Regions from separate parts of the Gossypium hirsutum genome. Here region 2 is linked to region 1. The links are chromatin contacts, called in public Hi-C maps. All regions are on one chromosome and are shown on one strand. Each heading gives the region's core, a stretch centred on a gene start, on an enhancer-like site or on the middle of the called end of the contact. The rest is flanking DNA. Distances are from core to core; before and after follow the strand shown. Region 1 holds the start of LOC107901115 (GATA transcription factor 21). Region 2 has its middle 34 kb from the start of LOC107901113.

Region 1 (4,369 bases), core at 99-2,598:
AACAATAGTTCCATTGGACGCTGTTGCCGCCGCCGCTGCAGCCATTGCTCGTCTCGCTTTTCTTTGTCGAATTCCGCAGGCGTTGCAAAGAGACTGCAGTGCGACCAAAAGGTGAAAAACAGAATGAAAAAAAAAAGTCAGTTAATTATCTCAAAACTTATGTAGCAATTGTATAGGGTATTGATTAGAAAAGAGTGGAAATTCAACTATACCTTGGGACCTCTAGGACCACTCCTCCAAAGAGGAGTCTTAGTTGTGTTGCAATCAGCACAAACCCTAATTGGACTGTTGTTGATATCATTATTGTAGGAAGAGTTGCAGCTGTTATCTGGAGATGGTGAGGGCTGATTCTGAAGCTTCTGGTCTTCGATTTTCGGCGAAGAGCTTTTCGATAAATCGGTGTGATGGGAACTCATCATCTTCCTCAAAATTCTCAGCTTTGAAGGCATCCACTTAGTAGAACTGTCCTCATGGTGATGATCACTTTCGACCCTTTCTTCTTTTTTCCATAATGATAACTTGAGTCCGCAGTCACTGTTCTCCAATGCCCCATCTTTTGAAACATATATCTTAGCCTAAAAAAAAAGATCATATCATAACCCTAAGTGATCGTCACATTAAATTTTAATAAAATAAAAGAGTGAAGTGGTAATTATAATATCACCTGATCTTGAAACTCCTGGGGTTCCCTTTGACAAGAACCTGCTGCTAGGTGATGAACAGTTGAGGAAGAAGAAGATGAAGAAGGTTGAGATTTAAATGTAAAAAGGTGGTGGTGTTGGTGTTGATCATCTTCGTTAAGGTCAAAAGGAAAAGGATAAAGGGATGAATAGCAATTACTAGAAGACATTAGGGAGAGAGATCAGGTGATGAACAGCAATGATATGTTGTTGGTGTTGTCCAGTAAAGGTGGAGGATCGAAAAAAAAAGGGCAAAGAAAAAAAGGAGGGGTATTATGCTATTGAAGGGTAAACCAGTTTAGAGAGAGAGGGAGAGCAAAGAAATAAGAGGTTCACGTGATTTGAATATATGAGAGACCTGAGCCAACATGTTTAAAAAAGACAAAAAGGAAATAAAAGGAGAAGTATGGAATGCTATGCTGGAGAAGTATGGAATGCTATGCTACTGCTCCATCCTATTCAGAAATATTTAAAGGAATAATAATAAATTTAAAAAAACCCTATCTGCAGGAATTTTTTACTCACCTTTTGATGTCATTTCGAAAGAACAGAAAAGATAGACTTCTTTCAATATTTAATGGTAGCCACACAAATTAATCATATAATATTTCATTAATTTAAACATATAAAACAAAATTTGATCCCAATTGTGATCTTCTCACAGATTGTGACCTTCATGTTAGTACTATATACAATATATATCAAATTTATTGACCCAAAAAATCTGATCATCTTCACAGAAATTCTAATCTTAATTACAAGTATTATAATAACACAATATAATTTAATTTCTCTATGAATCTTTATTAAACTGTAAATTAGCATTATGGTGAACCATAGGATTAAATTGGCTAAGCCTTTTTCTTTACTAGTATATACCTAGAATTTGCTAGTAAGATGACAGATATGGTGACGCATGATACAGTCAGAGAATACAAAGAGCATTATATCTTCAGATATATAAATTGTAGTATTAGTTCTATATGAGGGTATATTTTATATAAGGAAAATTGGAGCATGCGGTGCATACATAAATATGAGTACTAGAAGAGAAGGGCTACAGTTTTCATGAGAAAGACATATATGTATACATGTGATATATCTCCATTCTTCACTACCTTAGTCTTGCCAAAAAACATTCAATGCATTGTTCAGGCAAGAGACAAATGCAGCACCCCACAACTTTGCCAATTGCCATAATCACGAATCTTAGAATTAATACATGTTCTTTCACACTGACGATATCATGCTCCTTATATAATTTCATTTTTACATATAACTTTACATACATATTTCCCTTTCACCTAGGAAACGTTTAGAAGGCAGCAGCTGGCCATATATAATTTATATATCATTTGTTAAAATTGAGAAAAAGAAAACAGAATATTTAAGCTAGCTAAGCAACCAAGATAGTTCTATCTTGAAATATTTGGAGTTGTTGAGATATATTTGAGGAAGTGCTCACTTCTTTTATCACTGCAGTAACTTGTCATATTAGGAAATTGACAATTTATTGAATCATATCTTTAAGTTGAGCTAAGATTGTAAATTATATTTAGTTAATCAATGAAGATCATATTATTTCGGGGAAACTTATTGTAATAGGCTAATTTAGTCCGGGCTCGCAAAAAAATAATAAACCCAAAATAATAAAACAAAGTCCAAGTCCAGTACAAAATTATATCATTTGGCCCGATCGGAATGGCCCATTACTTGAAAAGGTTGAAGGTCCATCTACAAGCTTATGGAAACATAATCTTCAAGGATAAGCAATATTAGATATGATATGCAATCTTAAATATGATATATGCAATCTTAGATATGATATGCAATCTTAGAAGATATGATTTTGTAATATTAGAAATTTAATTTGTAGATACTCTTTAATCTTAGTCGTTGATGTAATTGATCTGTACTGTTAGATTTGGGGAGGCTCAACTATAAATAGAGGCCTCCCTTCATTGTAAAACACTTGATTTGGGAGTAATAATAATTCTTAAGAGTATTCACTCAAATTTCTCTCTCTCTTGCGTTCTTATTTTCTGTGATTTGTTTTTATTTTGTTGATCTGTGTATAATTTATTTATTGATTTGTATATTGTTGATTTCAAATCTATTTTTCCCTTATTATTCATTTTCAAATTCATTATTTTCAAATTTGTTTACATTTTATTTTGCCTTATTTTTTTTATACTCTTTGTTTTAAATTCATTGGTCGATGCTATTTAATCATCTATTTGTTATTTTAGTTTTTTTATTATTAAATTAATTAAATTAATATTATTAATACTATTATGTAGCATCATTAATCTTGTATCATTATTATTTACTTTTTATGCCTTTAAATTTCAAATTTTGTTATATATGCATGTGTACATACATGCATTTTATAATATATACATATACGTACACATTTTTTAATTTTTATAAATATATATATACACATACTTTTATATATTTTCTATGTTTCATAATTTTATATACATACTTTTATATATATATATATATATTACATATTAAAATATGTATATTTATATATATATTTATAATTCACATACATATATATTTTTCTTATATGTACATATATATATTTTTATATTTTATAATTTTTATCTATTTTCTTTGTTATTATTATTGCTTTACTTGATGTTTATTTATTTATTTATTCACATGACCATTATTATCATTATTATATTCTTTAAATGCTTCGGTTTTATTTGTTTATTTACTTGATATTGTGTATACATGATTAATTTGTTTTTTTATTTATCTTTTCGTCATCATCATCATCATTATTATTATTATTATTGTTCTTGATCATGCTATTTATATTTACATTATCACAATTGTTACTCCATTATATAATTTTTACCCAAATTCGTATAAAAAGAAAATTTTGAAAAATAAGGGCAATACTAGGTATTTGGAATCTTCGAAAGGATTGAGCCCTAACGTATTGGGTTCCAACTCTTTCGTTGAATCTGAATAATCGAGAATGCTCTTTAATCAAAACATAAATAAAAAGCTCATTATCGGGAATTCAATACTTTGTGTCCTAACGCATTGGATGTGACACGTTGATTTCTCGAGATGAAGATTTTTCTAAAAAATAATAAAGGCAATATTCAATGTTTAGAATATTGAGAAATTGTGCCCTAATGTATTGGACTGCGATTTCTTCATCTGACTTAAACAATTGAATATCCTTTTAAATTTTATTGCACGAGTCTTTTGGACAAGTTCATTTTTGAGGATGTGAAATATCATGCCCTAACTCATTGGGTGTGACATTTTCTCTCTTCGAAATGAGAGAGTCTTAATGGGTAACTTGTTTTATATAAGTTTTCACAAAGGATCGTATTTTAAATCTCTTCAAAATTTTCAATTCTCGACATTAATACACTAATTAATCAACTAGGTACCAATTTTTAGGTGTTACGAGGGTGCTAATCCTTCCTCGTACGTAACCGACTCCCGAACCTATTTTTTCTGAATTTCGCAGACCAAAAGCATTGTTTTAATAAATCTAAATCGTTTATTAAAAACAACCATTTTACGAGGTGACCCGATCACACCTCATTAAAAAAAGATTGGTGGCGACTCCCACACCCATTTTCATTTTTTTTCAAAATCCAAGTCGACCCCGTTTTTCAAAAAAAAATAGTTTCGACACTTATTTAAAGAATTAG
Region 2 (4,624 bases), core at 1,817-4,316, 43 kb after region 1:
ACAAAGTCACGAAGTCAACGTAATATTTTTATGTCGATGAATGTTGGAAAGCCTCAAGTGGTTGTAACTAACGTGTTTAAGCTACATTAATGCAGCGGACTCATATGTGGACAATCAAGAAAATAAAAGGTCCTCACACATGCGCGGTCACTCGTATGTCGCAAGACCATCGAAAATAGATGTAAAAACCATATGCAACTGCATCATTTCATTGGTGAAAGACATGCCCACCATCCCTGTATCGATCCTTATTGCAGACATGCAAGCTCGATTCAAATACAGAGTTTCCTACAGAAAGGCATAGTGGGTGAAGCAAATGGTGATGCAGCAGTTGTATGGTGATTAGGATGCGTCATACAACGAACTTGAAGGGTGGTTAGCCACGATGCAGGAGTATGTGTCGGGAACGATGACTGATTTGCAAACACTACCGCATAGAGGCCCGAACGGTGAGATAGAACCGAGGAAACAAGTTTTGCACTGATTATTTTGGACATTTGAGCCGTGTGTTAGGGTCTTCTTTCACTGCAAGTCATTGGTGCTGGTGGATGGAACCTGGCTCTACGGTAAATACACACAAATACTTTTGATTCCGGTTGCACAAGGCAACAACCAAAATGTACCTCCTATCGCTTCCGCCATCGTGGAGGGTAAGGCCTTCAATTCATGGGAATTTTTCTTAAATAATTTGTGGAGGCACGTTGTCAGGCAAAATAACATTTGCCTCATCTCGAACAGATTGAAATGACTACTTGTTACGATAAGGCATTCAGAAGTTCCATAGAGGTCCGTTTATTGCATCCGGCACATTGCGACAAACTTTCACAAAGATTATAAGAATAAAGAATGACGGAGAGAAATCGTGAACATGGGTAAAAAATAATGTTCCAAAATTGATTTGTTCATATTTTATTTTTAGGATCTATTTGTATTTTTTTTCAAGATTTATCAGTTTTTATTTTTTAAATTTTTTTTCTAAATTTATAACTCTATAATTTTTTAAAATATTTGTTCGAAATTGCATACGCAAGCTTTGAGTTAGAACCGTTCAGGTTCAGGTAAAGGTTCACAAGGCTTAAAGCTCAGATGACATCGTTACCCCAAAAATGCCATCTTCGGTAGTGGTTGGGTAGAATGGAGAACTAGCAGTGGAGTCAAAGTCACAATGATGGGTTTCGGTATGGTCAAATGACGACCAACCTCGTAGAGGCGATTAACTTAGTTTTTAGGCGTACACGTCATCTGCCAATTTCTGCTATTTTTTCGGCAACATTCTATAGGTTGACCACGTTGATGCCAAGGATAGAGCTGAGACAAGAAAAGCAGATAGAGGCTGGGCACGTGTACATTGAGGCCATTTGAAAGGCCATGGTAGTAAACGCTCGAAGGGCGCAGATGATGAATGCAAAATTGTATTCACGCGACTTGGAGACTTTTCGGGTTCAAGAGTACATCGACCGGTACTCGGGAATTTCGCCTAGGTCGTACGCAATTGACCTGCGAAACAGGCGTTGCAAGTGCAGAAAGTTCCAAATTTTTTTTAAATCTAGTACAAGGGTGTCGGTCATCAATGTCCCAGCACCCAAATTTTTTTTTTAATTTTAAAAGGGGTGTTGGCCATTAGTGTGTCAGCACTCCAAAAAAAAATTTAAATCTAATAAAATAGTGTCAGCCATTAGTGTGTCAGTACCCAAAAATTATTTTTTCAAATATTGATATAAACGTATACTAGTATGATATTGGGTGAAAAAAAATATACAATTGCGCCGATCATCTAGTCCCCAACACTCAAAAAATTATTTTTTAACACCTAACATAATCATCAGACAATGAATATGTCAAAAAAATACTGATGTCAGCCATTTAGTCTCCCTACTTAATTTTAATGTTCATTTCAAACCATTTAGCTAATTGTTTTTTAACCAAGATCACTTACCTAAATAATTAAATTTTATTGGGTGATTTGGGGTAAAATAGCCGATTATATACATAAAGAAAAAGCTGAGGGAAGAAAGGAACAAGACAAAAGAAAAAGCTCGATGTTAAAAGCAACATATGAGACAGTGGGATTAGTTTGGTCGCTTAGATAGACAAAATTTTAGCTGTGATTTAATTCTAACGAATTTGGGTCCTCTCTCCATGTTTTTACCACCCTCCCGTTCAAAAATCTATCTAAGCATATCACATCATCACATGAACACACAATGGTTTCTCTCTCTAAAATAAAAAAAAAAACGAAAAAACTGTAATCTGTATAGTAAAAGCATTTATTACAAAAAAAAAACATACACACACTCTCTTCTCGTGTTTCAGATCTGAAGTGTATCACCATAAGTCAGAAGTATTATCTTTTGGTTGGATTCGAAAGAGATACATAGGATTATTCTAAAAATTCTTCCATTTCCTTATATTTGCCGGTACCAGGTTACCAGTTCTACCGCCCATGAAGAACTCTGTTCACTAATGTTCCTTTGATATATTATAACTAGACTAGGCGTGCTTGACTGTTTTGTCCATGGGGTTTTTGGATCAGATGTTGTCGAATGTTGGAATTTACCTGATACTGTTACAACCATGTGTCTGTCTTACATTTTCCTTTTATCTATTTATTTATCCTATGTACTGAACTGATGATGGGAGAGTAATCTCAGTCCTTAGAAATGGGCATTCGAGGTCGTACTATGGTCTTTTCGGTACTACTCCTGTTTTGATTTCAACACAATTTTTTTTTTTTTTGGAGAAAAATAATTGCGTGTAGGTTTGACTAAGACAAGATTGGACAGCACAACGGCAAGAGTATTTTAATAATTGCTAATGTTAAACCACTTAATTAAAATCTAAACCATAATATTGGTGATTAAATTGAGAGAGGAAATTATATATTAAAAGCGGGTATAATATATACGATGAAGAAGCAGGCTACGTAGGCAGGTTGTTAATCACTCGTATAGCAAATGGTTTAAAGAGTTAAAAAGAAAGAGGTGGGAGAGACATGGATGGGGACGTTAAAATTGATGGTGAAATGGGTGTCAGAAATGTGAAGGGTATGTCCAAGCATGGGTTGTTTTCAACGAGCTGCTACGGCCCCATCCATCCATCGCCCCTTTCACCACTCTTTCATTTTACCCCCCAATGCCCATAGCTCCCATCCTCTTCCCTACATAACTTATGGTGGCTGCAAATTTTTCATCACCCAAACCCTAATGTGTGTGTATATATATATCCTCTTCATGTGCTTATCTCATATTTTTTATATCTATACAAGTTTTAATATATTGATATTTATATTATATAGATTTTGGGATTTTTTTTTTAATTCCAGATTTTGTGATATTTTATATTAGTGCACTTTGTAAATTTCATAAATAGGGTTAAAGAGAAAACATATATCTTTAGAGTATGGTTAAAAAAAAAGAAAAATAATAAGATCTTCCAAGTCATTGTACTCTTTATACATTTAAAATTTAGTTCATCTATTTTTATTTTCAAAAATTCAATCCCTAAACTTTTTAAATTTAAAATTTAGGTTCAATTATTAACCCTGTTAAAATTATTTTATTAAATTCACTAGTGTAACATTTTACAATTAAAAAAAACTCGGTGGACATGTGATAATCACTCTAAATTTAATAAAAGAATTTTAACGACATTAATTATTGGACATGTTAGCCTTCAACCGTTACACATTTATTCAATTTGACCCTTACTCTTTTATTGGAAGTAAATTAGAAGTTTTTTTAAACTAATAAGGCTAAAGGGTAAAAAAGCCTTGGTAGGAAATTTTAAAAAAAAAAATCAATTAAGACTTTCTAACATTTTAAAATTATTAAAAAGATTATAAATTATAATTTTTTATTAGAAAATAACAATAATGTTCCACTAAAATATAATGGTTATAAGGTTTTTTAAAAAAAACTAACCCCTACTCTTTTATTGGGTTGATATTGTAATTTTTAATAAAATAATTTTTTTTATAATTTTTATGATTTTTAATAACTTCTATATTTTAAAAATATTTAATTGATTTTTTAATTTGCTACTAAGGTCTTTTTGACCTTTTAGCGTTATTAGTTTAAAAAAATTTTAATTTACTTCCAATAAAAGAGAATAGGGCTCAAATTTGTGTAAAGATTGAGGGCTAAATTTATTATTACACCTTACATATAAACAACAAAACAAACATTTAACGGTACCATTTTAATGGAGGGAGTTATTTTGCTCACTCATCTAGTGTACAATGATTAATTTATCTATCTTTTCAATAGAGAAAGAGAACTTTTCTCCGCTGTTAATAAGGGAAAAAGAGGACCAACATTTTAGTTTTGTACGAGAGAAAACGTGTACAAGAGCATTGGTGTTCTTACATTCTCATCCGATATCCAGTTATATATAAAAAATGACAACATGATAAGGATTTTTCTTTAACATTATTATTGAACAGAAATATATTAATAATTTTACTAGAACCTATTTTTGGAAGCAAAAACTCCCTTAACCAAGATTATCCACAGTTTCAACAATACAATCACAAAATAATCGGTAGCTAAATTCACAATTTTGCTCTTCAAATATACTCATTCTCACCTTTTGGTATCTATTTTTCTTTTCCAATTTAATACCTAAA

What was found. Hi-C and Micro-C count contacts between places; a contact is called where the count stands out from the background.
Region 2: a Hi-C map of leaf shows a contact between it and region 1, with 2.5 times the contacts expected there. The contact joins the enhancer-like site here to the promoter of LOC107901115 in region 1. A contact is called at or near these places in 8 of 34 Hi-C or Micro-C datasets (callus and leaf).

Annotation. Positions count from the first base shown.
Region 1 is chrD06:13,283,732-13,288,100 of Gossypium_hirsutum_v2.1, forward strand. LOC107901115 (GATA transcription factor 21) reads right to left here and starts at 1,349. Exons shown (of 3, transcript XM_016826992.2): 1 at 665-1,349; 2 at 213-575; 3 at 1-93. The coding sequence starts at 850.
Region 2 is chrD06:13,325,000-13,329,623 of Gossypium_hirsutum_v2.1, forward strand. No RefSeq gene overlaps it. Among protein-coding and RNA genes, the nearest start is that of LOC107901113, 34 kb to the right of the region's middle. Within about 2 kb of position 3,067, at least 3 of the 9 cell types and tissues checked have an H3K27ac peak or open chromatin away from gene starts, as enhancers often do. A contact at or near this core is called in leaf, where this site is marked.